Regions from separate parts of the Mus musculus genome. Here all the other regions are linked to region 1. Evidence: chromatin contacts called from public Hi-C and promoter capture Hi-C data. All regions are on one chromosome and are shown on one strand. Each heading gives the region's core, a stretch centred on a gene start, on an enhancer-like site or on the middle of the called end of the contact. The rest is flanking DNA. Distances are from core to core; before and after follow the strand shown. Region 1 holds the start of Tmco4 (transmembrane and coiled-coil domains 4). Region 2 holds the start of Klhdc7a (kelch domain containing 7A). Region 3 overlaps Cda (cytidine deaminase). Region 4 holds the start of Iffo2 (intermediate filament family orphan 2).

The links. Hi-C and Micro-C count contacts between places; a contact is called where the count stands out from the background. Capture Hi-C pulls out chosen DNA fragments and counts their contacts.
Region 2: a Hi-C map of liver shows a contact between it and region 1, with 5 times the contacts expected there. The contact joins the promoter of Klhdc7a here to the promoter of Tmco4 in region 1. A contact is called at or near these places in 4 of 39 promoter capture datasets (embryonic stem cells, liver and stem cell-derived epiblast-like cells) and 1 of 484 Hi-C or Micro-C datasets (liver).
Region 3: a Hi-C map of liver shows a contact between it and region 1, with 2.5 times the contacts expected there. The contact joins the enhancer-like site here to the promoter of Tmco4 in region 1. A contact is called at or near these places in 4 of 39 promoter capture datasets (the 3T3-L1 cell line, liver and stem cell-derived epiblast-like cells), 2 of 484 Hi-C or Micro-C datasets (both in liver) and 4 of 115 datasets of contacts at active chromatin or transcription factors (astrocytes, bone marrow-derived macrophages, embryonic stem cells and 1 more).
Region 4: a contact with region 1 is called in a promoter capture Hi-C map of adipose tissue. The contact joins the promoter of Iffo2 here to the promoter of Tmco4 in region 1. A contact is called at or near these places in 1 of 484 Hi-C or Micro-C datasets (liver), 1 of 115 datasets of contacts at active chromatin or transcription factors (large pre-B cells) and 1 of 9 other capture datasets (adipose tissue).

The regions. Positions count from the first base shown.
Region 1 is chr4:138,971,258-138,974,592 of GRCm38.p6, reverse strand. It overlaps Tmco4 (transmembrane and coiled-coil domains 4), which reads right to left and starts at 1,688. Exons shown (of 17, transcript NM_029857.3): 1 at 1,306-1,688.
Region 2 is chr4:139,966,172-139,969,506 of GRCm38.p6, reverse strand. Klhdc7a (kelch domain containing 7A) reads left to right here and starts at 1,481. Exons shown (of 1, transcript NM_173427.2): 1 at 1,481-3,335. The coding sequence starts at 1,873. It overlaps Mir2139 (microRNA 2139), which reads left to right and starts at 1,887; the gene lies at 1,887-1,981.
Region 3 is chr4:138,347,060-138,350,394 of GRCm38.p6, reverse strand. The region is part of intron 2 of Cda (cytidine deaminase); the gene reads left to right. Among named protein-coding and RNA genes, the nearest start is that of Cda, 19 kb to the left of the region's middle. Within about 2 kb of position 1,499, at least 8 of the 459 cell types and tissues checked have an H3K27ac peak or open chromatin away from gene starts, as enhancers often do. A contact at or near this core is called in liver, where this site is marked.
Region 4 is chr4:139,572,899-139,576,233 of GRCm38.p6, reverse strand. It overlaps Iffo2 (intermediate filament family orphan 2), which reads right to left and starts at 1,514. Exons shown (of 9, transcript NM_001205173.1): 1 at 637-1,514. The coding sequence starts at 1,286.

The sequences.
Region 1 (3,335 bases), core at 439-2,938:
ATCTATCTATCTATCTATCTATCTATCTATCTATCTATCTATCTATCTATCTAATTTAAAGACAGTTTCTCTACATAGCCCTCATTGTCCCCTGGAACTCACTATGTAGACCAAGTCAGTCTCGAACTCACAGTTTGAGATTAAATCCCAAGCACCAGGATTAAAGGTCTATGCCACCATCGCCATGCCTGGCTTTAATTTACTTTTGATTTGGGTACTGTGCTTTCCAATTCATGAAGCATCCTGACACGATCTTCAGCACTGGGAAGAATTATAATCCATGATCCTCTTGTGTTATAAGGAAATGAAGGTTCAGGGTGACACCCAAGGTGACACAGAGAGGAAGTGGCAGAGCCAGGCTCAAGTTCCTTGAGGGCATCTTTTAAGTCCAGGGGAGTGGGAAACTGAGGCTGGAAGCAGCATCTTCGGTGATGCCCAGAGGTTCAGGCGGTTTGGTAGGGTTCTAACTAGGAGGATGGGGCCCTGGGTTCCTTCCTGACTTCTCAAACATACTGGGTAATTGGGGATTTTGGTGGCCTTGTCTTTCTGCCTAGCTGATTCACCCTGAGGAGTCTTCACTACTGTGTCTTCAGAGCCTACACGATGACACATAGTAGGTGCTCAATAAATATACCCCGTGAGTGGCGTCCTGGGAAGCCCTACAGGGGTGTGTTCCCTCCTACTTGAAGGCAGCAGTGGCCTCAGGATCAAACCTGCAGATTTAGCCAGCCCCAGCTTCTACTCTGGGTCACCCCTGGCAAGGACAAGGACATCATGGAGGCCAGTTTTGAACCTAACACTGGGTCAAACTCTGAAGTCAGCTCACCCTAGTTAACCTCTTTGCTCTGACTGCCTGGTCCTGGCCAAAATCATCCCATTGTTCCCAGACTCAGTTTTCCCGGATGTAAAAACCTGTAATGTGAAATGTCCCCTACTCTGTAAAAACCCGCAGCGGGGCGAGAAGCCACGCCCCCGTCACAGCAGGAAGGGGCCGGGCCTTTCCGGGACTCTAGGGCTTCCCAGGCCTCGGGGAACTGAGTCTGGAGACACAGAGGGTGGGAGTGGGTGCCTGGAGCTCCCAGTACGCAGGGGGCGTCCAGTGACCCTGCGTGACCTTGAGCAAGGTCCTTTCTTCCCTTCAAACCCAGCGACCGGTGCCCTGGGCTGTGCTGGCAGGCGGGGGCCGCTGGCATGCTCGTTGGCATCAGTTTCCCCTCCAGCTACTCAGGAGTCCCGAGAGCACTTCCGGGTTCGGAAGCGCAGTGGAGGCGGCGTGGGGACGATCGGGGCTCCCCGCGGGCTTACCTGGAGGCGGCAGCGACGGATGGGACGACGGCAGAACTTCTGGCAGCCCCGCAGCTCCCGCCCTGGCGCTCCCCGCCTGTTCTCTCCCTGGCCCAGCCGCCCCACACCGGCCCGGGCCGGTCCCGCCTGCGCAGCCCTAGGGCCCGGGCCTTCCGGGCTGGGCCGGGCGCACCGCCACCTAAGCCACCAAAGCCATCGCCCGGGTGCTGGCCTTGGGACGGGACCCGCACTTCTGTGTCTCCCGCTCCCCAGGAAGCGAGAGCGCGGGGCACAGGAGGGGTCTGCAGAGAGTGCTCACCAGGGGCTGGGCTGGCATGAGGGGAGTTCGAGCAGACACTTGAAGGGGAAGCTTCCAAATTTTGCCGCCACACTTGAAAAGAGCCTGTCCCAGAAGGTGCCTCCCCCTCCTGTGCACACTGCTCGGTGAAATTTGCAACACCCACGCCTTCTGATCGTTCTTTCACTTTCTCTAATGCTCGCCAGTCGTTGCACCCGTGGCTCTTCCGTCCCACGGGCCTCCGTTTTGGGGTTCCATTCCTGTTAGACTAGCCACCCACTCAGCTCTAGTCTTTGAACAAGTATTTGCTGAGCACCTACTACGTGCCAGCAAGGTTATGGATTAGCACACCAGGCCTTCGGGCCCATATTTTAATCGTAGTATTTAACACTGAAGTTGATTGTTTTCCTGTTTGCCAATTTATAATCTGGGTATCCCACACTAGAACTTAAAGACCCCAAGAATGGAAGGGGGGGTTGTCTCCCATGCCTCATCCTCCGCTCTCCTCATTTGGGAGCCGGCTCTTGGTTGCCCAGGCAACCTGTGAAATTTCATCACACCTAATCTACAGGTGAGGAAGTAGGTGGCCATCCTGGTCAGGGCTGGAATCTGAGTCACCATGACCTCTGACGTCGTTGCTCTTTCCCCTGGAGAAGATAGGCTGGAGTTGGAAATGGAAAAAGTTCTCGAGCGGACAGATGAGACGTGCGGCATTCCAGCAGGGAGCCTTATGACTCAGGATCCGACTGGAACGCTAGAGGGCCTCCATCACCTGATCTCTCTATCGGCCAATCAGGACCTAGAAGAGCTAGGAGGTTATTGTAGGTCAAAAAAGGACAGTTGTGGAGGGTTGAAGGATTCTAGCTGAGATTCTGGGCATCACTAAGTTGGGGAAATAACCATACCAAGGTGGCACGCTCCCCCCGCCCCCCGCAAATATCATGGAATTTTAAAAGATCCTATTGTTGTCTATGAGGAATGGAGGATTGGAGTGACCAGAGGCCACCGATTAAGAAGCGGTCCTGAGCTGAAGTAGCCAGCCTCAGCCTGAGCAACTAACTACCTTAGCCTTTCAGATGTGAGACAGCTGCCGTTTTTTTTTTTTTTTTAATTTCAGCATAAGTTGATTTTAGTAAGTTCTTGATATTAAAAAAAAATAAATGTAACTCTGAAAGTTAAAAAAAAACGGTCATTCTCTAATGGAAAACAGAATCACAATGGATAAAGAAAATCAATATGGAAAATAGTTTTAGAAAAGAAGACATACTCAAAACAAAGTGATCGCTTAGGTGGGGTTTGGGGACAGTAAAGACGCAGGGAGAACACTGCGAGTGACTCCTCTGCTTTTAGTCCATAGCCACATATCAATATTGATTTTTTAAAAAAATCTTGTCCAATGTATCAGTGTTAAGATTGGAAAGTAAGGCAAAGGTCACATGGATTTTTGCTGAGGACTCTGCACTATTTCTGAAACTCTCCTGTCCGCTGGTCGCTCTAAAGCCCTTGTCACACACGTTTGCTAAGCAAGTGACAGCTTGCATCCTTACTGTAGTTACAGGTTGCCTCTGAGCTAAGCCCTGCTTTGCCTTTGTTTAAAAGGATCAGCAGGGCCTGATGGTGAAACCACAGCTCCTTGTTGCAGCGTGGTGCCAAGGCTGAGGCAGGGGGATCACAGGCTTGAGGCCTTCTGGGGGCTTTACAATGAGTCAAAGGTCATCCTAGGTAATTTAGTGAGACCATGTCTCAAAAATAA
Region 2 (3,335 bases), core at 232-2,731, 1.0 Mb before region 1:
TACTGGCTTGCCTCCCCTGGCTTGCTCAGCCTGCTTTCTTATAGAACCCAAGACTACCAGCCCAGAGATGGTCCCACCCACAAGGGGACCTCCCCCCTTGATCACTAATTGAGAAAATGCCTTACAGCTGGATCTCATGGAGGCATTTCCTCAACTGAAGCTCCTTCCTTTCTCTGTGATAACTCCAGCCTGTGTCAAGTTGACACAAAACTAGCCAGTACAGGGCCCAGGGAGGTTTGGAGTTTGACTGGACCTAGACGGCTGGAAAGATCCCCACCGGCAAAGATAAGGAGGCCTGGCCTGCAGGAGTCAACAAAGTAGGGCACACTAGACTGCCACATGCAGAAGGGTAAACTGAGGCTGTTGGGTGGAGGCTCACACACATAAGGACCTCCTAAGGGGATCCCAGGAGGCCAGCAAGATGACACTCCAGTCAAGCAAGGTGGCCTGAGTTCAACCCTCAGGATTTGCACGGCAGAAGGAGAACAGAATCCTTGGGCTGTCCTCTGATGTCACATGTGCCTATGTGTATTACCCACACATGCACTTGCACACACACACACACACACACACACACACACACACACACACACACACACACACACACACACACACACACAAATATAACAAAAAAGTTTAGAGTTTTCCCAAGGCCAGAACCCTCAGAACCAAGTTCCTGGGCCTTCAAATTGGATCGTCCTTTCACTTTGCAACCTGAAGACAACCTTTAAAAAGTGGAGCGTGTGCGTTGGGCATCTCGGCAGCTGAGGACCTGAATCCTGGGCACAGATGGAGGCTTACCCAGAGCAGGCCTGGGCCCCCACTCTTGCTCAGTGACTTTACCTCCCTTAAAACTGTGACCTCAGCACCCACCCTTGAGAACCAGTAAAAAAACCTGCACATGGGGGAGATAAAAACAGCCAAGCCTTGCTGAGCTTTAGCAACAACATGGGGCTTCATGCATGTTGACTACTCTACCTGATGAGCTAATGATGCGGTCACCCTCTGTCTCTCGCCACTTTTCAGGCAGGCACAGAGAAGTAAAGTTACTTGCCCAAGGTCACACAGCTGGTGAACGGCAGATTTGAGTCTGGGGTCCACAGTGCTGATGTGGGTTGGGGGTTGTGAGGAGTCACTCCTCCACAGGCCTCTTTTCCTATGAGGTTGGCTCATCATGAAGAGGAGGCAGGGTCTCTAAGGTCTCATTTTGTCTGGGTGCTAAGGTCTTGTATTTCCTGGCTGCTTCAGCAAAGCTAGTTTCTCTTCAACTTGTTGAGTAGAGGAGGAGGGCAGAGGCAGCCAAGGGCCCAGTCAGGTGGCTTGGCCGCCAGCCCAGGCCCAGCGTCCTCACTGTTTCATTGCTTGGCTGGTTAAAAGCTGACCCCTCAGTTAGGGCCAAGGCCATCCCCATACGCCTGTTAACTGTGGCTCCACCTGCTCCGGGAACCAAGGCAAAAGCTGCCCCAAGCTTCCAACCTAAGGATTTGCAAAAGAGAAAATAAACACCCTCACACACAGACCAACAGTGTGGCTTCTAGGCATCTGGTGACAGTTCTGCTCAGAGATTCCTTCCTCTTTGAATCCCTGTTGGACACTCCCTCCCACCAGGGGCTGCAGGTGACTGATCTGAAGCTCGGGCCCCTCCAGTCGGGACCCTCCCTCCTTTCAGGCAAGGATCCAAAGAGGCCAGCTGCAACCTTAGCCATCCCCTGCCCCATTGCCGACTCAGTGGACTCAAAGTCACCTCTGCTCCAGCAACCGCTGGCCAGATCCGGCTAGGGACTCCCTCCCACTCCACAGCAGGATCCAGGAACTGGTCCCTATTGGGCAATCATTAATCGGATTCTTGGCATTCCTCTGTCCCTGGCCAGCATGCTCCCCACTGGAGAAGGAGCAGAGGGCCAGGACTGGCATTTGGACATGCAGCTGCCCAGCAAGGTGGTGCTGTCCGCAGCTGCGCTGCTCCTGGTAACTGCGGCTTACAAACTCTACAAGTCCAGACCTGCCCCAGTCGGGCAGGCAGGGAGAAACAACAAGGACCACAAAGCAGAAAATGAAACAGAGGCCTTGGGACAACTTGCCTTCCAGGAGGCTCCACCGGGGACCCTGCCAAGGGGTCGAAGACGCAGGAAGGCCAGCAAGGGGGCTGGGACCTCACTGGACTACAGCTTGGTGGATCCAGAAGACCCCTGCATCCTGGACATTTCCAGGTCTGAAGAGGCCACAAGAAAAGGCTCTGATGAAAGTCAGGGCAGGCAGTGTCCAGACTCTCAGCAGGTGCCTCCTCCCTGTGGTGGCCAGGAAGCCGGAACAGATGTTAGAGGTAAGCCCAACCCTCCCCACCTCCCTCATTCAGGCTGTGAACCTACGAGCTCCTCAGGCAGACTTATCCCAGGAGTGGGTGGCAGCTGTGTGGGTGACAAGCTCTCTCCATGGCCAGACAGCAGACCCCCAGAGGAAACAGGATCTGGGGACCTGGAAGCCCCCAACGGTTGGACTGATCTTACACTGGTCAATGGTGACATGAACCAGAGTTGGATCTTCACCCACATGACAGGGGTCAGCAGGGGAGAGGCCGGGGTCCTCCAGGCTGCTGCAGACATGGGCTTGGCCACGCAGCAGCAGGAAGGAGCCACCAACGCCTCCCATACTTTCTCATCTGTGGCCCGGATCCGGATGGAGGAGAATATTATACAAAAGGCAGAGGGACCAGGGCTGAAGGGCAGAGTATATGACTATTTCGTGGAGTCCACGTCGAAGGCTGACTCCAGGCCAGTCCCCTGCCCAGCAGCTCTGGCTGATGCTCCATCCCCTGGGCCTGGACCAGAGCCCCTTGTCACTGGAGCAGCCTCCAGAGACGAAGCCGCTAACACAGCCGGTGGTGGTGCATCTGAAGCAGCATCCCCACAGCCTGTGGCATCCCCATCTGCACCGGGCTTCAGCAGAAAGGTGAGCCTCCTGCAGATCGCTGAGAACCCAGAGCTCCAACTGCAGCCTGAAGGCTTCAGGATGCCCCTTCCTGCCCACCTGGACCAGAGAGCCCAACTCAGCTCAGCCTGCAGCCACGGGGAGCCCCACGTGCAGCTTGTAGCTGGGACCAATTTCTTCCACATCCCGCTCACCCCGGCTTCAGCTCTGGATGTCCGCCTGGACCTGGGCAACTGCTATGAGATGCTGACCTTGGCCAAGAGGCAGGGCCTAGAGACCCTGAAGGAGGCAGCCTACAAGGTATTGAGTGATAACTACCTTCAGGTCCTCCGCAGCCCAGACATCTATGGGGGCCTGAGCGGAGCAGAGCGGGAGCTGATTCTCCAGCGCAGGTTCCGTGGCCACAA
Region 3 (3,335 bases), core at 250-2,749, 620 kb after region 1:
ACATGGTACAGAGACATACATGTAGGCAAAATACCCATACACATAAAATAAAATGATTGAAAACATATCTAAGGCAGAGAGTGACTGAGGAAGATGCCTAAAATTGACCTCTGGCCTTCACACATGTGTGCACACATACCTGCATGCATATGCACACATGAACACATGCACACATGAACGAATGCACATGAGCGTATGCACACACACACAAAAGCCCATACATTTTCCCCACCACACACATAAGGAAAAATAACAATAATTAAAATAATAAATGGGTTTGATTAGTGGTAGTGAAACTGAAGACAGCCCAGAATTCCCCCTGGGAGCCCAAGGAGTCTCTGTAAACTTTTAGAGCCTCCATGTAGATAAAACCAAATTCTTGGCTTTGCTGGGGGAAAAGCATTTTAAGAAAAACCACCATGAAGCAGAATTGGAATGTATTAACAGACATTCAGAATCCTTCTTAGATTTATTTTATGTGTATAGGTGCTTTGCATGCTTGCTATATATGTCTGTACACCAGAGGTATGTGTGGTGCCTGAGGTCAGAAGAGGACATTGGATCTCCTGGGACTGGAGTTACAAGCAGCTGTGATCCGGCATGTGGGTGCTGGGAATCAAACCCAGGTCCTCTAGCTAGAGCAACAAGTGACCCATGTCTCCCAGTCCTTTAAAAGGTGTTTTAAATGTAGCCTTCAAGTACAAAGGTTAACAGAAAGAGAGCAGCCCAGGAGAAGGGTGAGCTACACCCAAAAGCCTAGGCTTGAGCTTCTCAAAGGAAATAGACACTTTGTTATCCCAGTGGTGACTGGAGGAGGGATTTGGAAGCTTTGAGATCTCAGGTTCAGCTGGTTTCTTTCTCCCTCCCTCCCTCCCTCCCTCCCTTTCTCCCTTTCTCCCTTTCTCCCTTCCTCCCTTCCTTCTTTTCTGTTGTTTTGTTTTGTTTTTGTTTGAGACAAGGTCTTACTCTGTGTCCCTAGCAGTCTACACAGCTATGAAACTCACTATGTAGACCAGGCTGGCCTCAAACTCACAGCCATCCACCTGCCTCTACCTCCCTTAGGATTAAAGATCTGAAACCACCTGGGCTAATAATTGGTATTCTTCGTTCTCAGCTGCTGAAAGGCTTCCCCAGTCTCCCGAGTGAGTGGCTCCCATCCCTCTCCTTTTCCCTGTCTTTCTGGTCTGCCTCAGACTCCACCCTCAGGGTTGGCCCACAGAGCAGGTAAACTCAGGAGGACTGGCACAGCAGGGACGTTTCTGTCTCAGTAACACCAATTTCGACACAAATCCCTGGAGGTACAAAAGAAAGATGTCACACAGAAACTCAACAGCCAGAGGACCTGAGAGTCATTGGGCACGGACTCCCTTGCCACCACCCCACTTTTACAGACAAACAAAACCAACCAACCAAACAAACAAACCCTTGAGGCCTGAGAAGTTAAGGAACTTTCCTGGAAGTTGGCTGTAGATAAAACTGGAACGAAACTCTGATCCCAGAATCATAGTCCAGGGTACAGTCCTCTGTGCCACTCGGTGCCAGGAGGCAGACTCTGTTGCCTGCTCTTTTTAAGTGGGCGCAGAACGAGCTGTTGAGCTTTGCTAACTCCAGATAAAGGTGCCAAAACCAGGGTTCAAAAGCAAGCTGGCTCAGTGACTCGGTGACAGTCATGTAAGAACTGACTATGGCTCAAGTTAACCCAACTCCAGTTAGGGTCTGACTAAACTAGATTTCTAGTCAGTGCTCTCTAGTACCTCAGATGTAATGGCTCAGGCTCCCGTGGGCTTCCTCCCACTGGAGTGTGGTGGGGTCTTGTTGGCACTGGACCCAGACTGTATAGCTCCTAGGCCAAAGCCCGTGTGAATGGACTCTTTACTAGTTTAGATCCCCAGAAATTTTGTGCTTTTGTGGTAAGTTGCATTTGCGTACCCCCTTTTTTTATTGGCTGGGCGAGAAGTAATCTTGGCAAGTTACTGGTTAAAGAAATTGACACAGGACACAGTGAACCCAGCCAGCAGAGCCGGCTAACCAAGCATTGGTCTTAAGCAGCGTGGGACACAAACCCTAGAAGATCATTTCTTCCTGTGAATGGAGTTGCAGCCTGGTAGAGCAGCAAAGGTTTACAATAGTCTGTGCACCAGAAAGGGATCTTGTGGCTTTTCCAAGACCCTGCGTTTTGCCTCCATCTGGCCCCGAGGGGGTCCTGAGGGTCATGTTGCAGTGACTGGAGCCAGGTGTGCCCTTGGGAAGCAAGGCTTCGGTTCCAGGCTTTCTCTGGAGCCCAGGGCTGTCCTGGTTCCCGTAGGTTTTCAGAGGATAAATGAGGCTGAGCTGGGAACATTTTGAGCAGGATGTGAACTGCACGTACGAAGAAATGGGGAGAAATAACTCAATTGCAGAGCTGCTCCAAGAAAGCCATGGTGTTCTGGGGAAGGAGAGGTCGGTGCCATAGCCTGCCGGCTCCGTTAGCATTTGCCCAATGGAAGGCTCTTTTCTTTTGCCCATCGCCTGCCTTTAAACATGACCCATTGGGTCTTGCTGCAATCATCAGACTTCCTTACACAAACACCTGCAGTTTCTAGCACCCAACTGGCCTACTCTGGATCTTTAGCCCATCACCGAATCCCCCAGCCAGCAATGCAGTCATTATCACACTAATGAATTATTAAAGAAAGCTTGGATTTAGAGGAGGAAGGCCAGCCAGCTCTTTTTGGCACAGACCAGGGCCGAGCAGCCCAGTTCCCTCTCTGGGATCACAAAGGATGGGGTGCTGTGGATGTTGGCAGAGCCAGGTGAGATCCTGAGGTCCTACTGGACTCTGTTCTCAGAGTCAGTAGGTTTCTAGCTCACCAAGCTATGACCTCAGTATGCAGCCAAGGTTTGCACAAACCACACAAAACCCTTGATCTCCAGGGATAAAAGGTATCCTGGGGAGGAGAATCAGGAAAGCATGGGAGAGATGTCTAGATGCAGCCAACTTGTCTGATGGTTATTGATCATTCTTGCCAGATATGTTAACTGACAGATAAAAGCCCTAGCTCCCAGGTCACTGGGGACTGCCCTACTGTCCACCTAAGATGCTTAGAAACCTCTAAGCCTAGCTATTTTATTTTATTTTATTTTATTTTATTTTATTTTATTTTATTTTATTTTTTGACTAGGTCTCACATAAGCCAGGCTGGCCTAGAACTTACTTTGCAAGCAAGGCTGTGACCATGAAACTCTGATCTTCCTGCCTTCACCACTTGAATGCTGGGACGGCAAGTCTGTGCCATCATACCCTCTTTGGGCTCTGTGGTCAAGTACTCTATCCATCCAGCTACAATCCCAGCCCT
Region 4 (3,335 bases), core at 265-2,764, 600 kb before region 1:
AACCATGAGATTTGGGAGAGTATGAAGAAGATGATGAATTTCTGAAAGGCCAGTGTCTGGTTTTGATTCTGCAAGCCAGAGATCTTGGCCTTAAAGACCTGGAACAAGATAGGCGACCCCGGGGCCCTAGGGACAGAGCCATCCATCTTCACACGTGAGCTCATTAAATTCAAGGACAAAAAAAAAATGACAATGAGCTAGTTGAGACTGTTTTCTTTACACCTGCTATGGGAAAGGGAATCTACCACCAACATCTCGGGGAATACCTAGGCTAGGAGACACACCAGCCATGACTTCCATCAAAGGATCAAGTCTTGACTTTCACCGCGGATTAGCCAAGCTGCCTTGAGCAAGACACTTGGTACCTCTTCACCTCAGTTTCCTCATCTGCAGTATGGGGACAAGGCTGCCTCACACCGCACTGTCATGTGGACAGAATGAGATCACCACAAATCCGCTGGTTATTACGTCCCTGGGAAACAATGTGCCTGGCCCCAGGGGTCGGCGCCCAGGTATCCCGCGCTCCCTGCGCTCGTTCGCGGATTTAGATGACCTAGTCCTCCCGCAGTTCGCAGCCCATATGCCAGGCCCTGCTGCCGGTTCTGAGAGCGGCGGAGGAGGGGCGCGTCCACTCACCTCCGTTTGTACTCGTCACGCTCGCGCTTCACCTTGGCCAGCACGTTGTAGAGAGCGCGGATCTCTGGCGTGATGGTGTCGATCTGCACGCCTACGCCGTCCGGGTGTACCCACGACACGCCGGGGCCCTGCACAGTCTCCACGCCACCGCCTCCCGTGCGCCGCACCTGCGTGTAGCTCCAGATGGTCCCGGGCAGGCGACCGTAGTGCTGCGGGTGCGAGCCGCCGCCGGGGGGCAGGCCGCCCAGGGCCACCGCGTTGGCGTTGACGCCGGTGGCCGCGCCGAGGGCCTGCCCGCTTCCCGCAGCCGACGGCCGCAGCAGCTCGGGCCCGGTCTGCACGGCCTGCTCGCGGGAGAAGGTCTTGTAGCGCAGCCGCCGATCGCGCTCGCTCTGCTGCTGCTCCAGCTGTTTCTCCAGGAGCCGGTTGCGCCGCTCCAGCTCGTGCACCTTGGCCAAGAAGCAGCGGAAACGCACGTTGAGCCCCTTGAGGAGGTGGATGTTGGAACCCAGATCGTCCCGCAGCGCCGCCGTTACGGGCGAGGGCCCCGGCCCGGCCCCGCCACCCCCGCCGCCGCCTGCGCAGCCGCCGCCCCCCGGCGGGCAGCCGAAGGCCAAGGCCATCTCTCCGAACAGCAGCGAGTTAACCATGCGCCGGCTGCGTGGCTCAGGGCCCCGGGCCCGTGGCTCCAGATGCGGCTCCAGCTCGGGGCCGGGCTCCCGGCGCGGCCGGGCCAGGGCGGGCGCGGGCTCCAGAGCGGCCGGGGTGGTGTTAGGTGCCAGATGCGGCTCCGCTGCGTCGGGAGAGATGGTGGGACGAGCTGGAGGTCGCGGTGGCTGCGTGGGGCTGGTGAGGGGTCCGGTGCCTGCGCCGCGACTGTCAGAGCTGCTGTGGACCGGCCGCAGCAGCGGCTCGCAGAGGACTCTCAGCCGGCGCTGCCCCCTCTGCGGCGAGCCCCGCCCTCTGCAGGCACAGACCACGCCTCCAGGGCCCGCCCTCTGCAGACACAGACCACACCCCCTGCCTAGCTGCTCTCTGCCCTTCCCGGCCCGCCCTCTATAGGCGAAGGCCTTCCTCCCTAGCCTGGACCGCCCTCTGCGGACATAGGCCACGCCCCTCAACCCATTGCAGCGATTTCACCCGCTGAGACTCGGCTCCTAGGTCTCCAGCCCCGGCCACGCCTATCGGCCCTTGGGCTCCGCCCACCCACAAGCTGCGCCACTCGTCTGCGAGGAGCCTTTCGACTACAGCTCAAGCTCCGCCCAGCAACGGCCCAGAAAACCCTCGCCTGCGTGCGGCGCTGCAGGCCTAGCGGGGTTCAGATAATCTAACGCAGTCTGAATGCGAAACTGTACCCGGGAACGCGGCAGAGCCGGGCACCGCAGCCTCTTGAAAAGGTGGACAGCCTGTGGAGACCTCCACTACCAAGTGTGCCAGGCGGGCTTGACTACCTGCTTGCCCTTCCTCCGTGTCCCAAATTTCCCTGCCCCAGATTCTCAGGCATGCGGGTGACTGTGGCCTGCAAAGGTCTGGCAACCATAGTGTGCGAAGATGCATGAAAACCAGCTCCCCTACTCCAGCCTCCGGAGGCCTTGGTCGCCTTCCTGTCCCCTACCAGGCAGGATCAGGGCTTCTCGCAGCCTTTGAGCCTGCTAGTCCACGGCAAACCCAGAAGCGGGGATGTGAGACAAGCTGGGGAAGAGAAAGCAATGAGCCTCCCAACATGCTTGTCCTCACAACCCTGACTAACCATCTCCTGTCACCTATCACCACATTGTCACAGTCGGCGCTGTAGCTGAGCCCTGAGAGCAGAGGGTCTGTCTATCCATCAATTCTCCCGAATGCCTTGCTGCAATATGGAGTACCACCTATTTGGAGGACACTTATTTGGACCCATCCATCTTCCGTCCTTTCAGCCATCTATCCTTCACACCTACCACCCTAAAAACCAGTATTCCCTGCGATCTCCAAGTGTCTCCTGTACCCACTGCAAGCATTAGCTCACAGCAGGCACCTATTTAAGTATTATCCTCATTTTACAGAGAAGGTCGCTGAGACCTGAGCTTTACCACCACCTCAAAACACACTCTACCCAGCCTTCCGAGCTGCTGGCCTTTGGTCCTCACCACAAACTTCCTAAGGGAAGGACCCCACCTTGAATGCCTGTGGCTTACACCGTCAGCTCTTAACCAGATATGTGGTATGTTTTAGATTCTTCCGGCCACATCTTTTTTTCCCCTCTCACCGCCATTGTCTTGTTACTAGCTTATGTGTCCGTCTTGTCTGCTTGTGCGTAAGCTTGCAGGCAGGTACCCTGTCTCACAGGACAAAGCCTTGGTGCTCTTTGTGACAGACGAGAAAGAGTGTGGTGCTCTGGGGTGGTGCTGTGTTGTGAGGTTACTGCTGTGTTTCAGGTTTGGTCTTGTTGCCTTCCCTCGCTCCCTGCCAAATGGACTTAGCTCTGCGCTCCGGCATTCCCTTCTGGTGATCTTTCTCCCCGGAACCCAAGCCTACCTGGTCACTCTCTTAACTTTTAGATCACGGAGTCTTTGATGCTGTCATTATCCACCCTAAAGAACCAAGAACCCTTTGCCTTAAAGTTGTGGCTCTTGGGATCCTGCCTGGACTGAGAATAGAATTCTGAGAGGGCTGAGACACTGGGGTAGACCCACTTTCCACCCTTATGGTCGCTGGTCTTT